Linked DNA regions of Mus musculus: regions 1 and 3 are each linked to region 2. A link is a contact called in public HiChIP or PLAC-seq and promoter capture Hi-C data. All regions are on one chromosome and are shown on one strand. Each heading gives the region's core, a stretch centred on a gene start, on an enhancer-like site or on the middle of the called end of the contact. The rest is flanking DNA. Distances are from core to core; before and after follow the strand shown.

Region 1 (4,552 bases), core at 919-3,418, 1.8 Mb after region 2:
GAGGCCATTTCCCCCCTGATCTCCCTTACCCCATGGTACCCCATTACAAGTGCTCCTTATACTTTACAGGGGATGCGACTTGATTCAGGCTCGAAGCCTTAAACGCTTAGCAGGAAAAAAGGAGATGAGGGGACCAGTGGTGATGCTGATGGTGCTGATGGTGCTGGTGCTGATGGTGATAACGTGCTTGTGCTTTCTTGGGCTTTTAAAAAAATTACATTTGATTTAGTGGTGCGTGTGCACATGTGTGTTTCTGTGTCCTCAAAGCCATTGTGTGAAGCAAAGGGCAACTGCAGCAGCCAATTCTCCCCTTCTCCCATGTGGGTCCCAGGGATGACTCTCAGGTCAGGCTGGGCAGACAGTGCCTTTACCTGGGGCTAGCTTCCCAACCCTTGGTCTATCTGTGGTTTGGTTAAGACTCACACCTTGTTTACAGGCTCTTAGCATCTTAGGACACTCCTAAAGGCCCTCCTGGAGGTCTGAGTGTAGGTCTTTGTCCTTTCTGGCCTTCCAAACCTCTCCTACCACCCCCACGCCCCATCCGGGGCATGCATGACACTCCCGAAGCTTCTGGGCACACAGCCCCTTCCAGCGGACAGACTGAGTAGAGAGAAGGCTGCCTGACTGCGGAGAAGACAGGGCCTGGTTTTCTGACTGAGCCCTGTCCAGCCTCCTTCCAGGCACCTCCTCCTCTGTCCCCGGCCTGAAGAGGGGCTGCTTTTCAGGAAGGCCCACTTCACTGTTCTTGACTCTGATCCACAGAGTTTCAGCTACTTCAAGAGGAAGTCCCCACGTGGGAGGGCTTCTGACAGTCTATGTGGTTCTGGTTCTTGGCCTTGAGTCTGGAGAGAAAAAAAACAATTTGACCTTGAGCTCTTGAAAGACCTGGCTTGTGGTGGCCATACTGAGACTTAGGTGGAGGAGGGCCTAGATTGAGCCTGTCAGCCTGCCCACGGGTCCCTTCCGGGTACAGTGGCCTGGTGATGCACGTCTTTATCCCTGCACTAACAAGGCAGAGCAGGTGGGCCTCTCTGAGTTTCACATCAGAGCTATATAAGAAATCTCTCTTTCTCTTTTTTTCTCTCTCTCATACTCTGTGTGTGTGTGTGTGTGTGTACACATATATATGTATACATGTATGTTGTGGGTCCTGGGGAATCACAAACAGGTTGCAAGCCTTGGCCGTTGGTACTTTTTACCCACTAAGCCATCTCACCAGTCCAAGTTTTTGTTTTATTTTTGAGACAAGGTCTCAGTGTAGCCCAGGCTAACCTAGAAGTCACTGCATAGCCTAAGCTGGCTTTGAGCTCCTAGCTAGCATTCCTGTGTCATCAGTCCCTTGACCACCAGTATTTGAGAGGTGAAGCCACCAGGGACCAATGCCAGCAACAGTGTCCAGGCGTCAGGGCTGGGTCGTGGGGCCTGTGAGACAGTGATGACAGAATGCCCACCCTCTCGGGCACACGAAGGGGTCGGGCTCGGAACAGGCTCTGTTCTAGACACCTGTGGGCTTCGGCAGTCAGCGTTCCCTGCTTCATGATACCCATGGTCTGTGTGCACAGTCCACAGACCAGAGCCTGACAAGCCAGACCAGGACATCATGTTCACTCCCAGTGCTCTGAGAACTGTGTTCTGGAACAATGGTGGGCACAGTGGAGCTGTTATCCGGGGACCCGTGGGGGGATGGAGAGTCTCGAGTGCGCCCTGCCACCACCTCCCATCGCTGGGTACCCTTATTACATCAAACACCCCCCCCCCCCGAGTCTTCTGGAGCAAAAGCCACCTGCACAATTCTGAATTCTGTTCAATTTCCTCCTAAAATGTGTACGGTTGTTTTCTAACCAGCACCACCAAGGGTCTGGTTCATTGGGATTTATTTATTTGGGACAGGGTATCACGATGCAGACTTGGCTACCCTGGAACTCTGCCTGCCTTTGCCTCCTGAGTTCTGGGATTAAAGGCGTGCACCACTACCCTGGGCTCTATTTAATTGTGAGATTCTGACCTCTTTCCTCTCTGGCTGGAGAGAAGAAGGTCCCTCATTCCCTCAGGTCTGTTAAATAGGGCAACCGCCTTCTGTACGTATGACCCACAAAGCAGGAGGCCTGTGGATGTGACAGTACGCACGGACGTGGGAGGAAATGGCGAATTCTTATCAGTGGTGTCAAAGGTCGTGAGAGAGACTGGTTGTGAACCTTGCAACTCACTGGTCCGTGGCTTTAGGTACAGCCCAGAGCAGGGTCTGGAGGGTCTATTCTGTGTCATCTTCCCTCCGGGTTAGGGATCACATTTAGTTCAGTCCCTCTGTATACTGGCCACACGTATACCCCATAGCTGATATATAAAGTTGACATTCTCACTTCCGTTGGGCAGATAGGACACCTAAGGTTTGGGGGAGGTTAAACAACGTTTACAACCAGTGGGATTTTTTTTTAATGTATTTTTGCTGCACTAATTCTTTTGCTCTCTCTCTATTCTGCAGTCAAGGGTACACTGAAGCAAGATGGCACGCGCACACACAGACACACACAGACAAGGGCACGGACACACAATGGTGGTGGTGGGTTGGGGTCAGGAAGTGCTTGACCTAGAGAGGGGTGCTGGCCACAGGGGACAGCAGGAGGCTCCTCTGCTCTGCTTGTTCCAGATTAGCAATGCAAACACTTGAGAGAAATGTCAGATAAGCTTCGCCCTCCACCGCCCAGGCCTCTGCCTGGCTCTCAGGGGCAGGTGCTGTGTGAATGTGGAGGGCTGGAAGGGTGTACTGGAGGGTGTCAGGAGAGTGATGGCGGCTGTGGGCCAAAGCCTCGGGCACCCACCCCAGTCTGCTCCACAACGGGACCTCGCCATTTCCACAAGCAATCTCATCGCCACAACCACGGGATCTCACTGTGTTAGAGTGTGAAAGCCCGCAACCCCAAGGCTTGGTTTCCTCTCTGGGATCTGCAGGTGGCCTGGTCCCCTTCTTTGACGCCCAGCTCACTGCACCCCTCTCTGCCTTTCATAGATGGGATCTATTATGGAGACAATCGGTTCAACACTGTGAGCGAATCGGGAACAGCCACGCTGAAAGCCCGGCCACGAGTCCGGCCCCTGTTGACTTTCATTCCTCTGGTGAGTATGCTCACTGCCCAGAGTCTGTTCTAGGTGGGCCACCTCACCTGCCAAAAATGGAGCAGGTCTGCCACATCCGCCTCGCCCACTGTCCACTCCCTTCCTTCCTGATGCCAACCCGGGGAGGCTTCTGGGAAGAGGCAGGGCTGAGACTCATAGCAGGAAGCTCGAGATCAGGAGAGGCACCCAGTGGTGGGGGCCAACTTGAACCCAGCAGGAGTTTTTTTTTTTCTCATTCCTGATGGCCACTGGTTGCCTGCCTGCCAGGCCCTGGATGCAGGGAGGATGTAGTTGGCATTACTTGTGCCCGCTCTAGGAGATGCTGCCCAGTAGAGCATTGGCCAGGCAGAGGCAGCCGGTGTTATTTACAAGGGATGATCAAGAAGGGCTTCCTGGAGGAGGCAGAATCTGAATTTCCTCATAGGATAAATAGTTGTGACACTTGGGAGAAGGGCATTTGAGATAGATTCTTTTGTGTTTATGAAACTACAGGAAACCAAAAGCTCTCATCTTTTGTTCCAAGATAGGATCTTGCTAGCCCTGGCTAGCTTGAATCGCTCAGTGGTTTTCCTGCCTCTGCCTCCCAAGTGCCAGCATTACAATTTCACCGAGCAAAGCAAACATCTATCTATTTATCTATCTATCTATCTATCTATCTATCTATCTATCTATCTATTATTATATAATATATAATATATATAATATATTATATATATGTATTATACATATATGTATATATAATGTTTATGAGTGTTCTGCCTTCATGTATATCTGTACACCATGTATGTACAGTGGTCACCAGAGGCCAGAAGAAGTTATCAGAAGCCCTAGAGGCAGAATTACAGGCACTTGTGAGCAGCCGTGTGAATGCTGGGAATCAAACATGGGTCCCCTCTAGAAGCCATCTCTCCAACCCCAAATAAATAGCTTAAAGGCCACAGTTGGGATTTTGCTCTTTGATAAGTAGAAGAGACTCCAAAGAACCACTCAGGAGTCCTGGCAAGATGGCTCAGTGGGCCAAGGTGCTTGCCATCAAATCTGATGATTTAAGCTTGATTCCCCAGAACCCATGGTGAAAAAAGAGAACAGATTCCTGCAGCCTGCCCGCTGACCTCCACATTTGGGCTGTGGCATGTGCTTGCTGCCTGCCTCTCCCCCACGCAAAATAAATAAGTAAATGTACAAAACAAACCCCCACTGGATAAATGGTTCTGTTCTCCTAAGGCTGTTCGATCCAAGTCTCCCGTGTGGTTTTAAAGGGGCTCTATTAAAAGTAAAATCGAAAACATCTTGTATGGGAGTTCATGCCTACAGTCCCAGCACCTGGGAGGTAGAAGCTGGTAGATCAGGAGCTCAAGGAAGCCTGGCCTATAAGCCTGGACTAGGTGGGACCGTGTCTCCAAAAGGCCTAAAAAGCAAAGGAAAGTTAAAAACTAGA
Region 2 (4,409 bases), core at 441-2,940:
TCCACGGTTGGCTCTCCTGAGACAACCATTAACCAAGAAGATGCCTCGGAATCCTGGCCACAGATCCTTCTGGTCCAGACATTTTCTCAGTCAAGGTTCCCTTTTCCCAAATGACTCCAGCTCGTGTCAAGTCTGCAGGGAGCTAAACAGAACATCTCTGCAAACACATACCCACGTGGAGATATAACTCACGTGGAGATATAACTTACGTGGAGATATAACCCACGTGGAGATATAACTGAGTGAAGTCATAAAAGTTTCAAAACAGGGAGTGGGGTTGTAGCTGGGTTGCTAGAGTTGATCACTTAGCGTGTAGGAAACCCTAGGTCCAATTCCCTGTAACTCCAGCCCTGGGAGGTAGAAGCAAGAGGGTCAGAAGTTCAAGGTCATGCTCCACTACATTGGGAATCCAATGCCGGACCTGGAGTGTCTAAGCAAACACAACAAAGAAGAAACAAAACTAAAACTGAGCAAAACAAAACAGCAACCAGCAAAACCAGGTGTGATTAAGTTGACAGATCTAACTGTGCAGGTCCAATCTCAGCTCATCTGTTACTGAATGGAATCTTCCGCAAAGCAGTCAGTAGTTCAGTTTACCTTTCTGTGAAATGTAACTGATCAGACAGGGCAGAACCTAGTGTAGAAAACGTAACAGTAGGAACGTTCTTATGTGGTTAGGTATGGTGGACCATGTCCCCAACCCCAGCTCTTAGGAGGTACAGACGGGGGAGCAGGAGTTCAAGATTCTTCTCTGCTGCTTAGTGAGTTGGAGACCAGCCTGGGCTCCATGAGAGCCTTTCTCAAATACAACAACAACAACAGCAACAACAACAACAACAAGACACTATCTGGGCTGTCAAGATGGCACAGTAAGTAAAGATGCTTGCAAGCCTGCTGGCCGGAGTTCACTGGAAACTGAATAAAAGGTCTAACTCCACACAAGTTGTAAGACAACCTGCATAGGCACACAGCAACACAGGCATATTCCCAAGCAGAATAAAATAAAATAAAATAAAATAAAATAAAATAAAATAAAATAAAATAAGTTTTAAAAAGTACATTGAGCCAGGTGTGGTGGCGCATACCTTTAATCCCAGTACCTGGGAGGCAGAGGCAGGCGGATTTCTGAGTTCGAGGCCAGTCTGGTCTACAAAGTGAGTTCCAGGACAGCCTGAGCTATACAGAGAAATCCTGTCTCGAAAAAAAAAAAAAAAAAAGTACATTGAAAAACCCAGTCCTTCTAGGTTGTTTATCACACTGCTGTCTGCAGGTGCACAGAGCTCTAGGCCTTTATAATTCTCACCTCCGTGTTTGTTTTGTTTTTTTCCTTTGACGGATGAATGAACACATTCACAGGGAACCTTGGTGACAGAAGAAGTTGGGAGCAAGGCAGATGTGGTACAGAGGTTTGCACATCAAACTGAATGGGCTGCGGTGGCCCCAGCTGGAGAGCTGGGTCGCGCAGGACAGTTTGAAGCCATTCATTCCTCTAAGCCTCAGACTCATTCAGTATTCACTAGGTATGGGCTCTAAAAACCAGTGAGGCCCAAATGTCAGTGAAAAACTCTCAATGCACGGTCAGGATGGGAGACACAACAGGAAATGGGAAGTTTCTGTCCAGAGGTCATAAAAGCAGGTCAGAGAAGGGAGGGGGGAGGCGGAAAGAGGAGTGGCTAGAGAAGGAGGCGGCCCCTAGACAGGGTCTCCAGGAGGAAGTAGGTCGGGCAATGCCTTTCAACGGGTAGGGTGGGTGCTTTAGGAGGGGGGTTCAAGGAAGAAAGGATCTGAGCAAGGACGAGTAGCCAAGTAATGAACAGACTGAATTTAAAAACTGCCTAATGAACTCAAGGCCGGGGCCACAAACAAAGCCTGAGGGAGTCTTCGACATCCCTCTGGGTAGGTGGCAGTAACCAAAAAGAAGCATCCCGAAGTCCTTGGGGAGGTGACAGCGGGACTCAGACACCGGAAGGAAGGTGATTCCAAGGCCCCAGGAGACCCAGAGTTTGAAGGCCAGGCCGGGAGAGGTGGGTGTCAAGGAGAGACAGTGACGCCGCTGTGGGGATGAACAGGCAGGAAACTCCCACTCTGTGGCCTGCGCTGGGAAGCAGAGTAAACACGGAGAGAGGAAAAGGGAGCTGCAGGCTCCCCAGAGGTCCTAGAAGTAAATACATAGGCAGAGAGCCACAGGATCCCGGAGGAAGATAGAGCAGGAAGTGGTTTCCCCGGGAGGCAGACTTCAAGGCAGTTTTCTGTGTCTTACCGAGAATATGCTAAGCGGTTTTTGTTTTGTGTTGGGCTTGGGGAATCAGAACCCTGGGGAAACTAGATAAGCATTCCATCCTTTGGTTATGATCTGCAGCTACCGAAATCAGGACACACAAGACCCCAATAGGCCAAATGTCATGAGGAAGAGAGGCAGGGCTCGGTGGTAGATGCCTGGGAGAAAACAGATCTACCGGAGTGAAGGAGCAAATGTCTATGTGATAGATATTAACCAACCCCAGTGGAAAGACAGTGTCAAGAGGAAAGACATGCAACCGTTGTGGCTGACAAACGTCTCATCTTCCTAAAACGGAACTAGTTCCTAGGGGCTGGGGAGGGGCTCAGCCAGTCAGGTGGTAAAGGGCTTGCTGCACAAACGTGGAAACTTCAGTTTGAACCTAGGAGATTATGTGTGTCTATGTGTAGTGTTTGCCTGCAATCCCAGGGCTAGAGAGGTGGAGACAGGACCCACTTCGTGTTTGTTATGTATAGCTAAATCTCCTAGACAATTTCATACTGGCTTCCTGGGTTAGATGAAATAGCACATGAAGTGGAAACTTCCAGTTTCTTTGGAAAGTTAGTTCTGTCGAATGATGTTTTGTTGGGGCACATAGATGAGAGCATGTCTTGCTAAAGTGAACACTTTAAAGACTTGTTTTCTTGAAGCAGACAGGGTTGAAAGGATATTTTGATATAGCGAACACGTGGGAGGATCTGTGATGAAGGAATATAAATAGGACCCCACAGGACAGTGGCAGTGTCATCACAAGTTGAGCTCAACAAGGCCACTTAAGGTGAACCAACACATGTGTGTCCTTAGCAAAGAATAATGAAATAGAGCAAACCAATGTTCAGTGCTCTTTAAAGGTCTTTGTGTTCCTTTTCACAGTGAGACTGATAGATAAAAGCCCAACAAACGTGCTCACTTCGGCAGCACATATACTAAAAAAAAAAAATTGGAACGATACAGAGAAGATTAGCATGGCCCTGCGCAAGGATGACACACAAATTCGTGAAGCAGTCCATATTTAAAAAAAAAAAAAAAAAGCCCAACAAACATTGACATTCACAGTCTTGGTTTTTATGGAGATCTCTTTGTCTGTGATATATATTACATAAAATAAATAGATCTTTTTTTAAAAGATCTATTTATTTATTTTATTTATGTGAGTACACTGTAGTTGTCTTCAGACACACCAGAAGAGGGCGTCAGATCTCATTATGGATGGTTGTGAGCCACCATGTGGTTGCTGGGAATTGAACTCAGGACCTTTGAAAGAGCAGTCAGTGCTCTTAACTGCTGAGCCATCTCTCCAGTCCCAAATAAATAAATCTTTAAAAAATAGTATTTAAAAAAAGAGAAATTTTAGCTGAGTGGTGGTGGTGCACGCCTTTAATCCCAGCACTGGGGAGGTAGAGGCAGGTGGATCTCTGTGAGTTCGGGGCCAGCATGGTCTACAGAGTTAGTTCCAGGACAGGACAGCTAGTACTATACAGGGAATCCCTGTCTCTGGAAAAAAAAACAAACAGACAAAACAACAACAACAAACCGCAGACAAACAAAAAAAGAAAATTTAAAGATATTTTTTCCTATTACTACTTTTTAATTTAATGTATTTCTTTTGAGATAGGGATTCTCTGTGTAGCTCCAGATGTCCTGGAACTCTGTAGACCAAGCTGGCCAGGAACTCAGAGGTCTTCCTGTCTCTTCTGAGTGCTGGGATTAAAGGTGTGTGACACCACCTTCCTACTACTGCAACTTCAAGAAGCAAAGAAACTGGCAGTGGTGGTTTGAAGTGGAGGTTGGGTCCTTGGGAGGTTGCACTGTGGTTTTGTTGGAAGGAGGTGTGGTTTTGTTGGAAGAAGTGCATCACTGTGGAGGTGGGCTTTGAAGCTCTCCATCCAGTGCCAGAGAGTCCCTCCTCCTAGCTGCTGGAGAGACAGTCTTCTCCTGGTTGCCTTCGCAACAAGGTGTGGAACTCTCAGCTCCTCAAGTACCATGCCCGCCTGGATGCTGTCATGCTTCCCGCCATGATGATAATGGACTGAACTTCAGAACTTGTAAGCCAGCCCCAACTAAATATTGTCCTTTATAAGAATTGCCTTGGTGGCCCGGCAGTGGTGGTGCACACCTTTAATCCCAGCAC
Region 3 (4,143 bases), core at 1,617-4,116, 1.1 Mb after region 2:
CAGGAACAGAAAGACAATTATCCTTTGCTCTTCTCTGGAAAAGCCACAGCTGATTGCAAATAGAGAAGAGTGGCTGTGGGCGCCTGCACAGGGTGTGGGACGGGCTGCACAGGGAGACTCAGTTAACCCGCAGAGGGGTGCGGCTGCACAGAAAGGGTTCCCAAAGTTTAACAGGACACCAGATAACCATGGCTGACAAGTAACTTCATCTCATATTCTGTTTAATCTACCTATTTATTTATTTATTTATTTATTTATTTAGAGGTAGGGAGATGAGGTTTCATGGCCTGGGGTAGCTTTAAATTCTCTACCTTCCTTCCTCAGTTCCCAAAGTAGCTGGATCATAGATTATAGACGAGTGCCACTGAGCCTAGCTTAATTGAGTATTTCAAAACAGCCAATGAGAGGATTCTGACAGTTCCAAATTGAAACAATGACTACATGAGAGGTGATAGTATGGCAGTTACTTTTTTTTTTTGGCTTTTTTCAAGACAGGGTTTCTCTGTGTAGCCCTGGCTGTCCTGGAACTCACTTTGTCGACCAGGCTGGCCTCGAACTCAGTAATCTGTCTGCCTCTGCCTCCTGAGTGCTGGGATCAAAGGCGTGCACCACCACCGCCCGGCTACGGCAGTTACTTTAATAATTATGTATTGACATGCCGTCCTATCCCACAGGCGTTAGTAATGACTACTATCAACTTAAAAAATAACTGAAGGAAACGGAGGGAAGCCAACGTGAGCACAGCCATAAAACCGACGAACCAACTTACAGCCAAAGATCTACCCCCCAGCACGCTTCCCGCTTCCTCCTCCCGAGGGGCCAGCATGCAGTCGGTTCCCCCTCCACGTGTACACAGAGCAGCCTCACACTACACACCTGCTTCTCTTTGGCTCGGATATCATTCAGGAACTGGTAAGTTTTGTCAAACACTTCAGGGTTATAGTCCCCTGACAGATCATCAAAGCGGGGGTCTCGGGCGACCTTTGCAAAACACAGAGAGAATATAATCCGCTTGTTTAAGTCTCCTGTCTCCAAGGAAGTCCTTGTTCCCTGCTCTTTCCTCACCTTTTTACTGATGGGCACCACCTGACGTAAGAATGGCACCCGGACTTTAGCTGACATTTCCAGAGGCCTGAGGAGAAATGAAAGGCCGGGGGTAAGTGCACTGCCGTCTTGGAGGAAGGTAACAGACATCTGTCAAAGTCCCGGGGAAGTTTTAACTCTGTGGGCAGGCTTTGGTCCTCACCGGTGCTTATCGGCGACACACACGGGTTGTTGGGGGCTTCGCGTTCTAGTGCTGTTTCCAGCTACCAATTGTTTGTGTGCCTTGGGTCTCCCTTGGCCCTGTAATCTCAACAGCTCCTCAAATGACATGTCAGATGTGTCTGCTGCAGGAAAAGGTCACACAACTCCGGTCAGTACCTCCCCACTGCAGGAAAAGTCTTCATCGGGCTAGGTTCAGAATATGAAAAGAACGCCCTGCCAGGCTGGACCACCTAAGTTAGAGCCTGGAGTCACATGGTGTAGGGAGGGGACAGACTGACCAAAGCTGTCTTCTGAGCTCCACGTCCACTTTGTAAGACACACACATGTACGTATACTTGCACAAGCGCGCGCGCGCGCGCGCACACACACACACACACACACACACACACACACACACACACATCAGATACATAGCAAAGACCATCCTTACTTGCTAGGCAGCACTGGTCGCCAAGGTGCTACTCTGTAATGTTGCTAGACAGGATCTGTGTAGCCTTGGCTGTCCTGGAACTTCCTCTGTAGATCAGGCTGGCCTCAAACTCAGAGCTCTGCCTGCCTCTGCCTCTAGAGCTCTGAGATTAAAAAGGCATGTGCCACCACCTCCTGGCCAGAACCTATTTATTTTTGCATAGTAAAAAAGAGTCTGATTTATCCCTCCCTGTGCTAATTTTCATGGTATTCTGAACTCAAAGCTCTCCAGTGGCTTCCATCTCCCTCAGCTTGGAAGTCACTGTGTCAAAGGGTCTCAACCTGAGTCTCAACTCCTTTGGGGAAGGTGTCCAAAGCCCCTTTCACAGGGGTTGCCTACGACCATCAGAAAACATATTTATATTACTATTCATAACAGTAGCAAAAATCACAGTTATGAAGTTGCAACAAAATAACTTTATGGTTGGGGTCACCAGTGTCACAGCATTAGGAAAGTCGAGAATCACTGGAATATGTAGACCAAGCTGGTTTGGAGTGCACAGGAATCTGGCTGCCTCTGCCTCCCGAGTGCTGGTCAGGCGTGTACTAACCCGCCTGGCTAAATACCCTTTTCTAGAGGTTAAGTGGACCGACAACGAACTTTTTGCTTTGCTGTTTGGTTATTCTTTATTTCCAAGTGCACGCATACAGTTTAGTTAGTCGCATCCCGCCCTACTAGACTTAGGAAGAACCCAAATCCTCCCTTTAAGAATATGCCCAGGCCTGGCCCGGAGACTTAAGACCTATAAACCCAGCACTTGGTAATAAGGCAGGGCGGCCAAGAGTTCGAAACTGGCCTGGGCCACATTATGAGACATCCCCGCCCTCCGTACCCCGCCCACCGCCATGTTCCAAACCAAACCAAACCAAACCACGAAACTTCTCCCAAAGTCGTAAAGCGGGAAGCACCCGCTCCTCTCGGCCTCCATTGAACCGCGGCACTCGGGCGGCTTCTGTTCCCGCAGCCAAACGCCTCCCGCTCACCCCAGCCTTAGGTCCTCACCCTTCAGCCGGTCGCCAGTCACCTCCCCGCCCTCCATAGCACGGTGAGGACCTTCGGCCTCAGCCCTAGCCCTAGAACCAGCCTTCCGCATGTCTTCCGTAGTCCGGGCTGAAAACTTGCACGACTTCCGCTCACGACGAGGTCCCACGTCCCACCCTTTCCGGAAGCCTGAGCCAATGTGCTGAGGGTTCTGCCAGAAGCACCGCCCCGCAGCCGTAGAACTTCACGTCTGCGGAGAGGCTGCCAGGCTCAGTGGCATCGGATTTCTTCAGATGCTTGGCCCTGAAGCCAGAACCGCAAGGGTGGCCCCTTTGCCTCCACCCCTCTATCGTAGTCGCCAGAAATAGGACACGTTTGGAGGTTTTAGGTTTTATAAAGTCAGAGCTGCCTGAGCTTCAGGGGTACAGCAACAGCTCAAGGAAGGGTGAAGCTGTCTGTTGGTCCCCACCACCGCGGGTTGGGGAGGGGGTTTCATGCCAACAGCCGAGGCTCCTCTCAGCTCCCGGGCGATGCTCAAGCAGGGAGAGGGTGGTCATGGGGAGAGGGAGGCTCCTGAGGCTCCAACACTGCTGGCTTCTCCCACTCCTGTCCCTTTCCAGCACACACAGCCTGGCTACCCAGCCAGACTGGGGCAGAGCAAAGGCCCAGGAGCGGTGGAGGGAGGTGGATGGGGACAGAGCACCAAGGGAAGGGGCCCTCGGCCCAAGGAGGGAGGGAAATGCCCTCCCCCAAAAAACTCCCCACTGAATTCACAGCACAGAAAACACCTCTAGTCCATCAACTCCACGTGGAGGTATACCGAGTCCAGGGTCCAAAGGGGCAGGCGGGTGAGAAGGGCAGGGGCAATGAAGACAAGAGAGGGCTCAGTAGGGGAGGCAGCATAAACTTCCTAGCCATGGGAGGAGACAATGGGGCGGCTGATATTGCTGTTGGTGGTCATGGCGTTGAGCTCCCACCTGGAAAGGTGAACAATGGGCAGAGAAGACCGGAAGAGGTGGTCTCTATGACAACAAAGCTATGACACAGCACCCTCCAAACTCCCACAGAGGGGTTAATCACCAGACCCCACCTACCACTACAACTCCCACCTCCTCCTACTCAACCACCTCCAGGTTCTCTGGGATTTCCTGTTTATGTTTATACAGACTTCTGAGCCTAAGCATCTGGCTCAGGTGTACCCATTTTAGTAAACACCCCAGGTACCTCTCCTGCTCTGCAGTCTGCAGCCAGCCAGGCAGCACTTCCCCCTCATCCTTACCAGAGCGTCAATCCCTTGTTGCCAATTTCCCTTATTTTAAGGCCCTGATTCAGACCTCCTGTTCTCCCTAAACTTTGGGACCTAAAGATTTTCCCATCCACCCCACCAACTTAAAAGTATGCTTCCCACACCACTTTCATTTTACAAA

Evidence for each region. Promoter capture Hi-C pulls out the DNA fragments that hold promoters and counts their contacts. HiChIP or PLAC-seq counts read pairs in DNA pulled down with a chosen protein or histone mark.
Region 1: a promoter capture Hi-C map of liver shows a contact between it and region 2, with 3 times the contacts expected there. The contact joins two enhancer-like sites. A contact is called at or near these places in 1 of 39 promoter capture datasets (liver) and 1 of 115 datasets of contacts at active chromatin or transcription factors (pancreatic cancer cells).
Region 3: an H3K27ac HiChIP or PLAC-seq map of large pre-B cells shows a contact between it and region 2, with 7 times the contacts expected there. The contact joins the promoter of Rrp36 here to the enhancer-like site in region 2. A contact is called at or near these places in 1 of 39 promoter capture datasets (cranial neural crest), 1 of 484 Hi-C or Micro-C datasets (B cells) and 2 of 115 datasets of contacts at active chromatin or transcription factors (embryonic stem cells and large pre-B cells).

What each region holds. Positions count from the first base shown.
Region 1 is chr17:47,443,558-47,448,109 of GRCm38.p6, forward strand. It overlaps AI661453 (expressed sequence AI661453), which reads left to right. Exons shown (of 5, transcript NM_145489.2): 2 at 3,008-3,114. Among named protein-coding and RNA genes, the nearest start is that of AI661453, 9.2 kb to the left of the region's middle. Within about 2 kb of position 2,169, at least 32 of the 459 cell types and tissues checked have an H3K27ac peak or open chromatin away from gene starts, as enhancers often do. A contact at or near this core is called in liver, where this site is marked.
Region 2 is chr17:45,617,466-45,621,874 of GRCm38.p6, forward strand. It overlaps the pseudogene Gm25008. Among named protein-coding and RNA genes, the nearest start is that of Gm52283, 7.3 kb to the right of the region's middle. Within about 2 kb of position 1,691, at least 176 of the 459 cell types and tissues checked have an H3K27ac peak or open chromatin away from gene starts, as enhancers often do. A contact at or near this core is called in B cells, embryonic stem cells and liver, where this site is marked.
Region 3 is chr17:46,671,460-46,675,602 of GRCm38.p6, forward strand. It overlaps Rrp36 (ribosomal RNA processing 36 homolog (S. cerevisiae)), which reads right to left and starts at 2,867. Exons shown (of 7, transcript NM_144857.2): 1 at 2,738-2,867; 2 at 1,247-1,388; 3 at 1,066-1,132; 4 at 877-981. The coding sequence starts at 2,828. Klhdc3 (kelch domain containing 3) reads right to left here. Exons shown (of 12, transcript NM_027910.3): 12 at 3,091-3,693. The coding sequence ends at 3,627.